2 separate regions of the Mus musculus genome follow, and region 2 is linked to region 1. The links are chromatin contacts, called in public HiChIP or PLAC-seq maps. All regions are on one chromosome and are shown on one strand. The core of a region is the stretch at or near the end of the contact, and the rest is flanking DNA. Distances in the headings are between cores, read along the strand shown. Region 1 overlaps Ttc19 (tetratricopeptide repeat domain 19). Region 2 holds the start of Trpv2 (transient receptor potential cation channel, subfamily V, member 2).

Region 1 (7,151 bases), core at 4,171-6,670:
CAAAATAAAAAAGTAGAGCTAACTAGGATCCAGATCAGAGGCTGCACATTACCCTGAGCACATGGGTGCTGTAAGCATAACTTTACTCCACTCTGTGCCTGTGGTTATAAAGGAAGCCCTGTGTTCAGACAGTGCTGATGAGGGCTTCATTCCTTCTGCCACCATCATTTTTAGTAGTTATATACATACAAACAGATATACAGTCCAAATGTCTCACTTCCACTTTAGTAGTAAGTGCTGCCAATGATGGCCAACTAGAATTATCATTCCCCTTCATAGTCATTAAATCTCATAATGCATCAATAAAATAGTGTGTAAGAGAGCTAACTAAAATCCTCCTGTGTCATGATACAAGTAACTTGTTTGCCAGAAATGGATACAGAAAAGTAAGCATGAATCAAAATCTTATGGAAGGTATAATGACCATATGGTGAGGAACTTGGCCAACTGTAGTCTGTAAATTTCTCAGATGAGCATGGACTGTACCTTATATACAGTCAGTACAGGGTAAAAGCTGTTTCACCTTTAAAAACAAAAGTAGGGCCAGGCACTTTCGAAGCCGAGGGAGGAGTAGTACTCCAAGTTGGAGGCCAACTTCAAGCATATAGTGATTTCCAGGCCAGCCTACCCATAGAGATACCCATCTCAAAGTAAAATAAATTTAGAAACAAAAGTGGCAGTGTATGCAACTTGTCCTTCTCCGAAGCCGAGTTGACGAACGTTGAATTTCAACAATGATTTACACACTGATTGAGGTCCAGACAACGAAGGAACAGTTACTCCTTTGGGATATCAGAGGTTACCCTCTCTACAACAAAATGAACTTCTATAGCTTAACAAAATTAAGTCAAACGTCTACTTTTTCTTGACAGTTCAGCCAATTCTTCCCTGATGTGCTGAACAGAAACCTCATCTCTTTTCAGCTCTGCTCGCTTCAGCGCTTCCTGGTAGATCTCCTTTGCTTGTGTGTATCGCTCTAAAATAACCCAAAGAGAGGGGAGAAGAAAATATGTGTTTTCACCAGGAACCACTAGTGAGGACACTGTATGATGTGCTGGATGCTTCAAAAATGGCATCTAGTGCTGTCTGGTATCCTGCATACATGACAGCTGGGTAAGAGAAGCTGAGCTTACAGTAAGTAGGTGTCAGCTTTAAAAGTACTTAGTGCTGTGGGATTACAGTGGTGTTCCATGCAACAGAGATCTATGATCCCAGGTTTATGGAAACTTTAGAAGCCCTGAGTATTTTGGAATAGCAGGAAACTTGATGCTTTATCATACTGTGGCTTCAGAACACTGAGGAATTATACCTGTTAAAACACTTCAGCATCTGTAAAACACTACAGAGACAAGGACCTATCACTGCAAAGTGTTCTCTGCCGTCATATGGTCATACAGAAATATGACAGTTTAGTGAATTAAGCAAAATAGTACTTTAACACACATGCATTTTTTAACCCTTATTTAGCCAGCCTTTTAACTTACAGCAGTAGTTTTCTACCTTTCTAATGTTGTGACCCTTTAAAATAGTTCAAGTTGTGGTGACCCTCGGCCATAAAATTATTTTCATTGCTACTTCATAACTGTCAACTTTGCTAATGTTATGAATCACAATGTAAACATTTGTGTTTTCCAGTGGTCTCAGGCAGCCCTGTGAAAGGGTCCTTTGACCCCAAGGCCTCACCTATAGGTTGAGAACCACTGACTTTGGGGTTTCTTCATTGTCATTTTCCTCCCAAAACCATTTCATTTCAAAGCCCAGTGATGAAAACTTTCTCAGAATGCAATCCGTTTCCACAGCAACCTACCTCTGTGTATCAAAATGGCAGCCAGATTGCTGAGTACCATGTGCAGCTCAGGGTGATTTATCTCTCTTGCCAGATCTGACGCCCTCTGCATATAAATGTAGGCATCATCAAAGTGGCCCTGTGCATCCAGAGTAGTAGCCAAGTCACTCATCAGCACAATGGTCTATAAAAAAGAAACAAGAGCCTTTTCTTTAGAAACACCTATGTAAAACATTAAACTGGAATTCATTACACTGCATATATACAAGTCTTCAACTTTACTAGAATTCCACAAAGTTAGAGGGACAAATTGCAGATATCTGTTGATCACACTGTGCTGCAGACATTGTCAATTGCACACTATGGCAAGTACCTATGAACACTCAGAATGGGGCAGGATATTCTGCCCTGGATGGATTGGAAGTGGGGAGCCAGCACCACCAAATGCCCCACTGTATTACAGCAGCACTACTGCTCCAATCCCAATCCTCCCTAGGAAGAAACAGATCACCTGTACTATGGAGGGTCTCATTATGACTTTGGAACTGAGAAACACAAATGGTGCTCTGAATTCCAGGCTTGCTTCTTACTATTCCCCAACGACATGCATCAGGCTCTCTGCATTTAGTCCTAAATATTCCATGTTCAGTCTAATTTGTTTACTTGGTGGACTACAGTTATCAAACAGAGCAGTCAACTCCTACCTCAAGAATGGTTTTTGCAAGAAGAAGTAGAGATGATCTCAAGTCTGTATTAATCCCCCCCACCCTGCTCTCCAACCCACCCACTCCTGCTTCCTGGCCCTGGCATTCCCCTGTACTGGGGCATATAAAGTTTGCAAGTCCAATGGGCCTCTCCTTCCAGTGATGGCCGACTGGGCCAGCTTCTGACACATATGCAGCTAGAGACACAAGCTCATGGGGTACTGGTTAGTTCATATTGTTGTTCCACCTATAGGGTTGCAAACCCCTTCAGCTCCTTGGGTGCTTTCTCTAGCTCCTCAATTGGGGGGCCCTGTGTTCCATCCAATAGATGACTGTGAGCATCCACTTCTGTGTTTGCCAGGCATTGGCATAGCCTCACAAGAGACAGCTATCTAGGATCCTGTCAGCAAAATCTTGCTGGCATATGCAATAGTGTCTGGGTTTGGTGGCTGTTTATGGGATGGATCCCTGAGTGGGGCAGTCTCTGGATGGTCCTTCCTTCCATCTCAGCTCCAGACTTTGTCTCTATAACTCCTTCCATGGGTGTTTTGTTCCCCATTCTATGGAGGGACGAAGTATCGACCCTTTGGTCTTCCTTCTTCTTGAGTTTCATGTGTTTTGCAAATTGAATCTTGGGTATTCTAAATTTCTGGGCTAATATCCACTTATCAGTGAGTACATATCATGTGAGTTCTTTTGTAATTGGATTACCTCACTCAGGATGATATCCTCCAGAACCATCCATTTGCCTAAGAATTTCATAAATTTATTGTTTTCAATAGCTGAGTAGTACTCCACTGTATAAATGTACCACATTTTCTGTATCCATTCCTCTGTTGAGGGACATCTGGGGTCTTTTCAGCTTCTGGCTATTATAAATAAGGCTGCTATGAACATAGTGGAGCATGTGTCCTTATTACCAGTTGGAACATCTTCTGGATATATGCCCAGGAGAGGTATTGCTGGATCTTCCGGTAGTACTATGTCCAATTTTCTGAGGAACCGCCAGACTGATTTCCAGAGTGGTTGTACCAGCTTGCAATCCTACCAGCAATGGAGGATTTGTTCTTCTTTCTCCACATCCTTGCCAGCATCTGTTGTCACCTGAATTTTGCTCTTAGCCATTCTGACTGGTATGAGGTGGAATCTCAGGGTTGTTTTCATTTGCATTTCCCTGATGATTAAGGATGTTGAACATTTTTTCAGGTGCTTCTCAGCCATTTGGTATTCCTCAGTTGAGAATTCTTTGTTTAGCTCTGTACCCCATTTTTCTGATTTTTTTGGAGTCCAGCTTCTTGAGTTCTTTATATATATTGGATATTAGTCGCCTATCTGATTTAGGATTGGTAAAGATCCTTTCCCAATCTGTTGGTGGCCCTTTTGTCTTGTTGACAGTGTCCTTTGCCTTACAGAAACTAATTTTATGAGGTCCCATGTGTCAATTCTTGATCTTACAGCACAAGCCTTTGCTGTTCTGTTCAGGAATTTTTCCCCTGTGCCCGCATCTTTGAGGGTTTTCCCCACTTTCTCCTCTATAAGTTTTAGTGTCTCTGGTTTTATGTGGAGCTCCTTGATCCACGTAGACTTGCGCTTTCTACAAGGAGTTAAGAATGGATCAATTTGCATTCTTCTACATGATAACCAACAGCTGAGCCAGCACCATTTGTTGAAAATGCTGTCTTTTTTCCCCTGGATGGTTTTAGCTCCTTTGTCAAAGATCAAGTGACCATAAGTGTGTGGGTTCATTTCTGGGTCTTCAATTCTATTCCATTGATCTACCTGTCTGTCACTGTACCAGTACCATGCAGTTTTTATCACAGTCGCTCTGTAGTACAGTTTTAGGTCAGACATGGTGATTCCACCAGAGGGTCTTTTATTGTTGAGAATAGTTTTTGCTATCCTAGGTTTTTTTGTTATTCCAGATGAATTTGCAAATTTCCCTTTCTAACTCAGTGAAGATTGAGTTGGAATTTTGATGGGGATTGCATTGATCTGTAGATTGCTTTCAGCAAAATAACCATTTTTACTATATTAGTTCTGCCAATCCATGAGCATGGGATCTTTCCATCTTCTGAAATCTTCAATTTCTTTCTTCAGAGACTTGGAAATTCTTATCATACAGAACTTTCACTTCCTTAGTTAGAGTCACGCCAAGGTATTTTATATTATTTGTGACTATGGTGAAGGGTGTTGTTTCCCTAATTTCTTTCTCAGTGTGTTAATCCTTTGTGTAGAGAAAGGCCATTGGTTTAATTTTATATACAGCTACTGCACTGAAGCTGTTTATCAGATTTAGGAGTTCTCTGGTGGAATTTTTAGGGTCACTTATATATACTATCATATCATCTGCAAATAGTGATATTTTGACTTCTTCATTTCCAATTTGTATCCCCTTGATCTCCTTTTGTTGTCTAATTGCTCAGGCTAGGACTTCAAGTACTATATTGAATAGGTAGGGAGAAAATGGGCAGCCTTGTCTAGTCCCTGATTTTAGTGGGACTACTTCAAGTTTCTCTCCCTTTAGTTTAATGTTGGCTACTGGTTTGCTATATATTGCTTTTAATAGTGTTTTTATAAGTTATGGCCACAGCTCAGTGGTAGAGCCCTTGCCTTGAATTTATGAGGTCCTAGTTTTAATCTCTAGTCCTGCCCCCCTCTCCCTGCCCCATCCCAAATTCAAAAATCTCTACTTCCTCACCTCCCAGTTACCCAGGAGAAAAAGATACTTCTATATGAACTAAATAGTTACTTGCAAGGTTCTGATTGGTATGGAAGAAGCCCCTGGGTCTAGTCCCCAGCTCCAGGAGGAAGAAAAAAAAGATTCTAAGAGTCTACAAACCACTGTAAACATGAGGCTACATATTCTGAAGCCCCTGGGTTAAAAGTCTGCCTTGTACAAAGACTACTGTATAAACCATGACTCAGAAAAGGGCCTATGCAGTGCCAGTGACTTAGTCAGCAATCTCAAACCCTTCCTGAAACAAGTAGTTGGGAGTAGTGAAAGCTGGTGGAAAAAAAATGAACAGACCGGGGAGTGGCAGGATTCCATACATCTGGATATCAACCTGCATTCCTTATGACATTTCACATGGCTAACCATGTCTTGCCACACCCATAACTGATGCTAGTCACTGAATGTAGAACTTTACCAGTGCCATGCAAGCTGAAATACGCCCCCAGCCCTTTGGCATGGGAGCTCACCAACTTTGCCCAGCACCCTTGAACCTGTGACCTTATGACCCTCTACAGAGTACCTGTGCCACCGGGCAGGCCTGGCTTACATACACTGTTTCATCTCTTACCTGTGGGTGTCTTTCTCCTTGTATTTCTTGACAAATCTGCAGGGCTTTTTCATACATCCTTTGTGCCTGTGATAGCTGCTTGGAGAATAGCAGATAGCGTGCACAAGAGTCTAAGCACATACCAAGGAGGAGGTAAGTATTGGCTGTTTCTTCTAAAAGAAAAATAAAAGCGTTGCAAGGATGTAATAGAAGTTATATACAAAGGTCAAAAAGCAAGCCACTGTACTTCATCTTTGTGGCTACCAGGCTTCACTGAATGCTTCAGATACTTAAACTCTTAACCACAAGAAACTGTTCAGGTGGGCAGACAACCAATTAAATGAGAAAAGTGACAAGTAGCTGCCTGAAATCATGGACCTCCCCCTCCTTTTGAATAGATGAAAAAGTCAATATTGAATATCTTAAAGTTGGGAACTAGTATTCAGAAAAGATGATTAAGATAAACCCGAAGTAGAATGAGCCAACCGCAAAAAGAGTAGAGGGCCAATGGATGTTATTTTAGGGTTTAAGAAAAAAATGCAGTAAGAAACCAAGAAAACTCAGAATTCTGTAATGGAAAGAACATGGTCCAGTTTTCAAAGACTAAGGGCTGGGACAGACAGAACTGAGTACAGACTCCACACAGCCGATGCCACATGAAGAGCGGAGGCTGCAGATCCAGACATCAGCGCCCAGTGTCAGCTACTGCTAGACCTCCAGACACGGCCCAAATAATGTAGGAAAAGTGATGGGTGGGAACAAGTCAAAGTTCACAAAGAACTAGAAACAGGATTCGGGGTGTTTTGTTTTATTTTCTATAGCCTAAGCTGGCTTCAAACTTCTATCAGTCCCCCTGCCTCAGCTTATTAGCTAATTTTAGTTAAGTAACTATCACACACCATTTGAAGATGACCAATTAAATTCACCAGAGCTATCACTCCTTCTCCATCCTTTAAGGTTTCCAGGAAATTCTCAAATGTTATAAAAATGTTTGAAAATATTTGTTACTAAGTAACACTATGAGCAGTCACTGAGGAGACAGTTCAAGCAAAAGAACACAGTCGTGGTGGATAAGCATAGGAGTCTCAACATTATCAGATTAGGAAAGTTGGAAAAATAAGAAGTTTAAAACAGAGAAATCTAAAAATAATTTGCCTTTGCTTAATCAAAAGCCAATTACAATGTTTAGGGCTGGGGCTCATTTTGTAGGATGCTTACCTATCTTTCATGAGGCCCTGGGTTTGACCACAGCATAGCACTGCCCAGGTTTCAGAGAATACACCAAGATCCCAGCATTTGGAAATAGAGGTGAGAGGATAAGAAGAGTTCCTCCTCAGCTACACAGTGAGTGCAGTACGGGACTCATAAAGCCTTTTCAGA
Region 2 (6,792 bases), core at 123-2,622, 270 kb before region 1:
AGACCCTTCCTTTTGCTGCCAGAACAACCGCGACTCAGAAAAGAGAAGTGAGTTGCCACCTCGCTTCGTGTCCTGATGGTCCTCTTCAGTTCTCAGAACCCAATTACGTTCGTTTCCAGTCTGACTCATATCTGAGGGTATAAGACACCACCTCCGAAGGGGCTTTAGAGCTGGCAAGCGCTATCTGCCTTCCCACCTCAAACTGCACACTGGGTCTGGGGTTAGCTGACAGCTAACCTCACCCTCAACAGAAACAGCAACCACAGCCTCCATCACGTGGCCGGGGCTGGGACCTAGTTAGAGCTGGGGAGCCTCTGTCTTCCTCAGAGTTCAGAAACCGGAAGGAAAGAATCAGAGCCGGTCAGAAGACAGTGGGGGTAGGAAAAAGGGGCAGGGAACAGGTTGGTAGAAATAAGGGACAGAAAAAAACAGGGCCAAGAGAGGAAGCGGTAGTGTGGCCCCGGCCCACTCTCAATTTGTTACAGGATCCCAGTACACTCAGAGAACTGGGTGGGGCATTTTCCACAATAGCCAGGGGGCCTGACTGAGGTTTCACTTCTCTGCCCACCTTAGTAGGACATGGGCATCCTCCTTTTGCGCAGTCTAGCTTCCACCCTCAAGCAAATCCTGGCAGACGCTGCGTCTGACATCATTCCCAACCCCCAGCAGCAACAACTGTCTTCCAGAGGCTGTCTACCTTACCTCCTGGGATCCCCATTCTGGCAGCAGAGAAAGAGGCCTGGAGGTTCAGGGAGCCAGATCCCACGCAGACCCTTATTCCAAGATGGAGATGCCGGGAGACCAATCCAATCATTCACTGTCATACTTCCAGACGCAACCCCTAGGACATCCTGAAATAGCCCATCGACTTACCCCTCAGGCTGAAGTCAAGGCGTAGCGGCAGCAGACTACAAGCCAGGATCACCAAGCCTAGCGGGACTCTCCAGCAGCGGGGATTGAGAGAGGAAGTGCCGCGGAAGCCTCCGTAGCTGGCCGTAGCTTTCTCTGTATCGTCCACCCTCCACCTGTTCGTCGCACACAGTGGATAGTGCGGGCTTAACGCCAACCTGTCAAGGACCAGTGACTGGCCACTGGGCTGATCATCAGGACCACTGGCCACACCCTGCTTTCGCGAGACACGCCCTGCTCCTCCATCGGTGCACTTCCACCCACAACTGTAGCCAGAGAAGCCCCTGGGGCAGTCAGAGGAAGTTCTGGGGTGGTGGGACCTAGGCTTGGGTGGAAGCTGGCACAGGTGTGGGATTCATGCCCTAAAACACTGACGCCCACCCCTCCTGATTCTTAACACCGTGTGCCCTCCCCCGGCCATTTGGTTCATCACTGTCCGACCCAAGGGAGAGAAGAATGGGATAGCCCCAGAGAGAGAAGAGGTTCAGTCTAGCATTTGCCCCAGAGAATGCAGCCCAACCCATCCAGCCATTATTTCCATCTAAGGAAGATTCGCTCAGCGTCCTGACCCCAGGGATCCCCCGAGTATCCATTTACAAGGGCACTTCCAGAAACAGCCAGCAGGTGGCAACCGTGTGGCCAACAGGAATGGCTGAAATTGTACAGCCCCGGCACTGCCAGGGAGAACAAGGACCAGCTCTCCCTCTCTTTTTCGCCGGAAGACCTCTGTCCTTGCTCCACATCCCAAATTTTGTTTGATTGGTCCAAAGCACTAATTTCTCTCCCGTGAGAATGTTCTACCAAACCGGTCCCCCTGCTTCTCCGCTGCTACACTCATACGTCACACCCCATTCTTATACCAACTAAGGTGGTCTGCTAAAAATATAAACCAGGGGCCAGCGTTTAGCTTTAATGGTAGACTTAGTGGCATATGTAAGGCCCTGTGTTTGACCCCCAGTATCAGTAATCAAAGAAAAACTAAATAACAAAAATTAATTAATTAATGTCACCCCCACCTCCAAGCCACTTTTTCATAGCACTAAAAATAAAACCCAAACTTCATACAACAACCTCATGCAGCCCAGAGGCCCGCCCCAGTCATGTCACCTTCACCATGCTACACTCCAGACCTGTACCGTCCAGTATGGCAGTCATTAGCCACGGCAGCTATTTAGATTTTAGTTTGGTTTACACTTTTACCTGCGGCAAGGACTTGATATGAAACCAACTGTGGCAATCCTCCTGCCTCTCTCTCTACAGTGCTGGTGTTATAACTGTGCCTCCATGGTTGGTCATCTTTCAGATGAGTCCACTGTAAGGCAAAACTCAGCAAATACTAGCTGGCATGGCCCTCCACTCTTCCCAAATATGTCCTGTTTTCTCTGTAGTACAAGCTGTCTCACCTGCTAGGAGCAACAAGCAACACACACACACACACACACACACATATACGCACACACACAGTAGCATCGCCATCATGGCCACATACCTTAGTTCTAAGCATCTTCTGCTTGTGTTTGTGTTTCTTTGTTGGTTTTATAGTGCTTGAACATGGGCATGCCAGGCCAGCCTCTACCACAGCTTCCTGCTCTATTTTCTGTTTAAACATCACTTCCTCTCAGTAGAGCTAGACCAGCTAGACCCTAAACTGGGGGGAGGGGCCCTAGAAACGTACTCCTAAGACACCTGCCTTGCCCCTGGCAGAGGCTGATTTGTACTGTGCTGCCTGCCCCCTATAATAACATACTTAGCCATCCACTGTTGCTCAAATGTGCTTAGGACTGCAAGTGCAGAGTAATGCCAGCACTTCTGTTTAGCTGGGCGAGGCCCCAAGAGGTGACTCCTTGCAGCAGGAACCAAGCCACGTATATGCATTTAAGCAATCAACTTCATAAATGTTTAAATCTATGCTTAAAATTTCCTTTAACAAACTCTGTTTTTTTTAAGCAGTTACTTCATATTAGCTTTTTTTTTTTTTTTTTTTTTTTTTTTTTTTTTTTTTTTCTATGAAGACAAGGCTCCAACTTCTCCTGAGTGAGGTGAAGCCTCTGAAAGAGAATTCTTGAAGCAACTGAGGGCAGCAGAATGGGAAATAGAATTTTTTTTATTAGGTATTTTCCTCGTTTACATTTTCAATGCTATCCCAAAGGTCCCCCATACCCACCCACCCCCAATCCCCTACCCACCCACTCCCCCTTTTTGGCCCTGGCGTTCCCCTGTACTGGGGCATATAAAGTTTGCAAGTCCAATGGGCCTCTCTTTGCAGTGATGGCTTACTAGGCCATCTTTTGATACATATACAGCTAGAGTCAAGAGCTCCGGGGTACTGGTTAGTTCATATTGTTGTTCCACCTATAGGGTTGCAGTTCCCTTGGAAATAGAATTTTTTAAATCTTTTTTTTTTTCAAGGCAGGGTTTCTCTGTGTAGCCCTGGATGTCCTGGAACTCACTCTGTAGACCAGGCTGGACTCGAACTCAGAAATCCGCCTGCCTCTGCCTCTCAAGTGCTGGGATTAAAGGAGTGTGCCACCACTGCCTGGTGAATTTTTTAAATCTTAATGCTGTGGCTTTATGTTTAAAATAAAGCCAGTAAGATGACTCATCAGGAAAGGGCATTGGTCATGCAAGCTTGGTGACCTGAATTTGGTCCCTAGAACCTATGTAAAGTTGGAAGGACAGACTTGACTCCACAAAGTTGTCCTGTAACACAACCACACATGCATCATGTAAATATAAATGCACGATAGAAATTAATAATAAATAGTAAAGGGGGCTTGAGAAACAGCTGAGCAATTAAGACCTAGCCGCTTGTGGTGGTTTAAATGAGAATGTTCCTACATAATATCATGTTGGAATACTTGGTCTCCAGTTAGTAGAACTCTTTGGGAAGGATTAGGAGGTGTGGCCTTGTTGGAGGAGGTGTGTCACTGGGAGTGAGCTTTGAGGTTTTTAAAGACGTTATTCCCAGTGTTCCATTTCTGTGTCCTCCTTGCTGATCAAGATGTAAACACTGAGTTGTTCCTGCCTCCATGCCTTTGCAGCACCATCATGACCTATAATTCTTTGAAAATGTAAGTTCAAACTTAACACTTTCTTTCACAAATTGCCTTGGTCATGGTGTTTTGTCATATCCATAGGAAAGTAACTAAGAAATTGTTTTTATAGAGGACTCAGGTTCAATTCTCAGCCCCCACAGGGAGGCTCTGTAATTCTCGTTCCAACGGATATGATACCCTTTTCTGGCCTCTGCAAGCACCAGGTATGTTCATGATGTGCAGACATACATGCAAGTAAAATACCCATATATATTGATTGATTGATTTGCTGGGCATGATGGAATGTGCCTTTAATCCCAGCACTCAGGAGGCAGAAACAGCAAATCTCTGAATTCAAGGACAACTTAGGCTACACAGTGAATTCCAGGCCAGCCAGAGCTACATAGTGAGACTTCAAAACAACAACAATAACAACAACATGTATTAAGCACTCATTGTGTCTGATACCATGCTAAGTGCTCCGTGTATGACCCTTAGAGCAAGCTTATTTCACAGATGATGAGGCTGAAGGTAGGCAAGTGTAGACCACATGGGTGGGAAGTGAGGAAGAAAAGATTTAAACCCAGAGCCACACCCTGGACACTTGTGCTTTCCAGGAGATGAGCATGCACTTTTGACATACCCACAGCTTCCAAGGCCGCTTATTAACCATGAAATAGTCAGCACAGCTTTAAATGTCAGGTAGGGCAGAGGGCATCACTGTTCTCCTGAAGTAAAACTGGAGACCATCAAGGGACAATGAAAAGTGAGCTTTTATTGGCTAAAGAGATGGCTTAGCAGCTAAGAATGGGAACTGCGCTTGCAACCCCAAGACATGGGCACTTCACAATTGCCTGTAACTCTCACCTGATTCCTTCTTCTGGATTCTATGCACTCTAACATGCACTGATTCAAACCAAAACACAGTCACAGACACATGATTAAAAATAAAAATAAGGGGGCTGGAGAGATGGCTCAGGGGTTAAGAGCACTGACTGCCCTTACAGAAGACCCAAGTTTGATTCCTGGAACCTACATGTAGGCTCACAGATGGTGGTAACTCTAATTCAAGGTGATCTGACAGTTTCTGGTCTCTGCAGGCTCCAGACATGCGTTCATTCATTCACACAAAAGAAAAATAAATAAATTAATTAAATAAATAAAAAATTAAAGGGGGTGCCTGGAGAGATGGCTCAGTGGTTAAGAGCACTGACGGCTCTTTCAGAGATTCTGAGTTCAATTCCCAGCAACTGCATGGTGGCTCACAACCATCTGTAATAGAATCCAAGGCCCTCTTCTGGTGTGTCTAAAGAGACCACCAGTGTACTCACATAAATAAATAAATTAATAATAATAATAATAAGGAGGAGGAGGAGGAGGAAGAGAAGGAGAAGGAGAAGGAGAAGGAGAAGGAGAAGGAGAAGGAGAAGGAGAAGAGGAGAAGCTGGATGTTATTAATCCCAACCTCAGGAGCAGAGGCATGCAGATCTCTGTGAGTTCAAGGCCAGCCTGGTCTACAATGCCAGTCCAGGACAACCAGAACTCAGTTACACAAAGAGACCCTGTCTCAAAAAAAACAAAAACAAAAACAAAATAAAGTCGGGCGTGGTGGCGCACACCTTTAATCCCAGCACTTGGGAGGCAGAGGCAGGTGAATTTCTGAGTTTGAGGCCAGCCTGGTCTACAGAGTGAGTTCCAGGACAGCCAGGGCTACACACAGAAACCCTGTCTCGAAAAACAAAATAAATAAATAAATAAATAAATAAATAAATAACATAAAAACAAAAACAAATCTTTTAAAAAATGAAAACTGAGGGGCTAAAGTGATAGGCTCAGTGGTTTAAGAGCACTGGTTGCTCTTGCAGATAAACCAGGTTCAATTTCTAGCACCCACATGGTGGCTCATAACTATTTATAGTTCAAGTTCCAACATGGTCTTCTGGCCTCCATAGCCACCAGGTATACACATGATCACAGACTTACATACAGGCACTCATCATAAAATAAATTCTATTAAATGAAAATTGAAAAAACAAAACCTAAGCTGGAACAGAAGAATTGATGTGAGTTGAAGGCCAATCTGGGTCAGATAGTGAGTTCCAGGCTGACTTGAAGTGCAGTGTGAGACCTGGTCTCAAACAAAGAAAGAAAGAAAAAATCTAATTCAGCTTACAGAAAGTCATTGGCAAGGATCTGGGAGATGATAAAAATGTACTGACTACTTCTCTGGAAGATTAAAAATAGACTTAAGATGTGACCCAGAGGGAGCTGGAGATGGCTCAGTGGTTAAGAGCATGAAACAGTATTTCTCTTATATAGAGATATTTTCAAATGAGAATTTTAAAATAGCAGTGAATCTTGCTTAAAGCCGAGTATATATGGCCTTTCTCTTTTCCCAGTAGTAAACATGCAATTTTCTAGGAATTGCACAAGAAACCTCATTGGTAATAGAAGGCATGTCATAGCTCCTTTGTGCAACCCTTATGACCCATGATTTTGTCTTAGCAGATTGGAATTCAAGGCTTCTCTATAGTTACTCTGTAATCTTACTGAAAAGAGGGAAAGAGAGCTGGGCATGGTGGTACACGCCTTGAGCCCTAGCACTTAGGCGGCAGAAGCAGGTGGATTGCTGAGCTAGAGGCCAGCCTGGTCTACAGAAAGAGTTTCAGGACAGCCAGGGATACAGAGAGAAACCCTCTCTTAAAAGGAAAGAAAGAGAGAGAGAGAGAGAGAGAGAGAGAGAGAGAGAGAGAGAGAGAGGGAGAGAGAGAGAGAGAAGAGATAGAGTGAGAGGGAATAAAGAAAAGAAATAGGGGAAAGAGATCAAAGGGAATTCTTTAGAAACTTG

What was found. HiChIP or PLAC-seq counts read pairs in DNA pulled down with a chosen protein or histone mark.
Region 2: a CTCF HiChIP or PLAC-seq map of the NIH/3T3 cell line shows a contact between it and region 1, with 6 read pairs. The contact joins the promoter of Trpv2 here to the enhancer-like site in region 1. A contact is called at or near these places in 3 of 39 promoter capture datasets (the 3T3-L1 cell line, embryonic stem cells and hippocampal neurons), 1 of 15 datasets of contacts at CTCF or cohesin (the NIH/3T3 cell line), 3 of 484 Hi-C or Micro-C datasets (CD4 T cells, double positive thymocytes and natural killer cells) and 4 of 9 other capture datasets (adipose tissue, embryonic stem cells, liver and 1 more).

The regions. Positions count from the first base shown.
Region 1 is chr11:62,307,835-62,314,985 of GRCm38.p6, reverse strand. Ttc19 (tetratricopeptide repeat domain 19) reads right to left here. Exons shown (of 10, transcript NM_028360.2): 8 at 5,793-5,944; 9 at 1,808-1,970; 10 at 1-976. The coding sequence ends at 843. It also overlaps the pseudogene Gm12275. Among named protein-coding and RNA genes, the nearest start is that of Ttc19, 30 kb to the right of the region's middle. Within about 2 kb of position 5,420, at least 7 of the 459 cell types and tissues checked have an H3K27ac peak or open chromatin away from gene starts, as enhancers often do. A contact at or near this core is called in the NIH/3T3 cell line, where this site is marked.
Region 2 is chr11:62,570,207-62,576,998 of GRCm38.p6, reverse strand. It overlaps Trpv2 (transient receptor potential cation channel, subfamily V, member 2), which reads right to left and starts at 1,372. Exons shown (of 15, transcript NM_001382489.1): 1 at 874-1,372.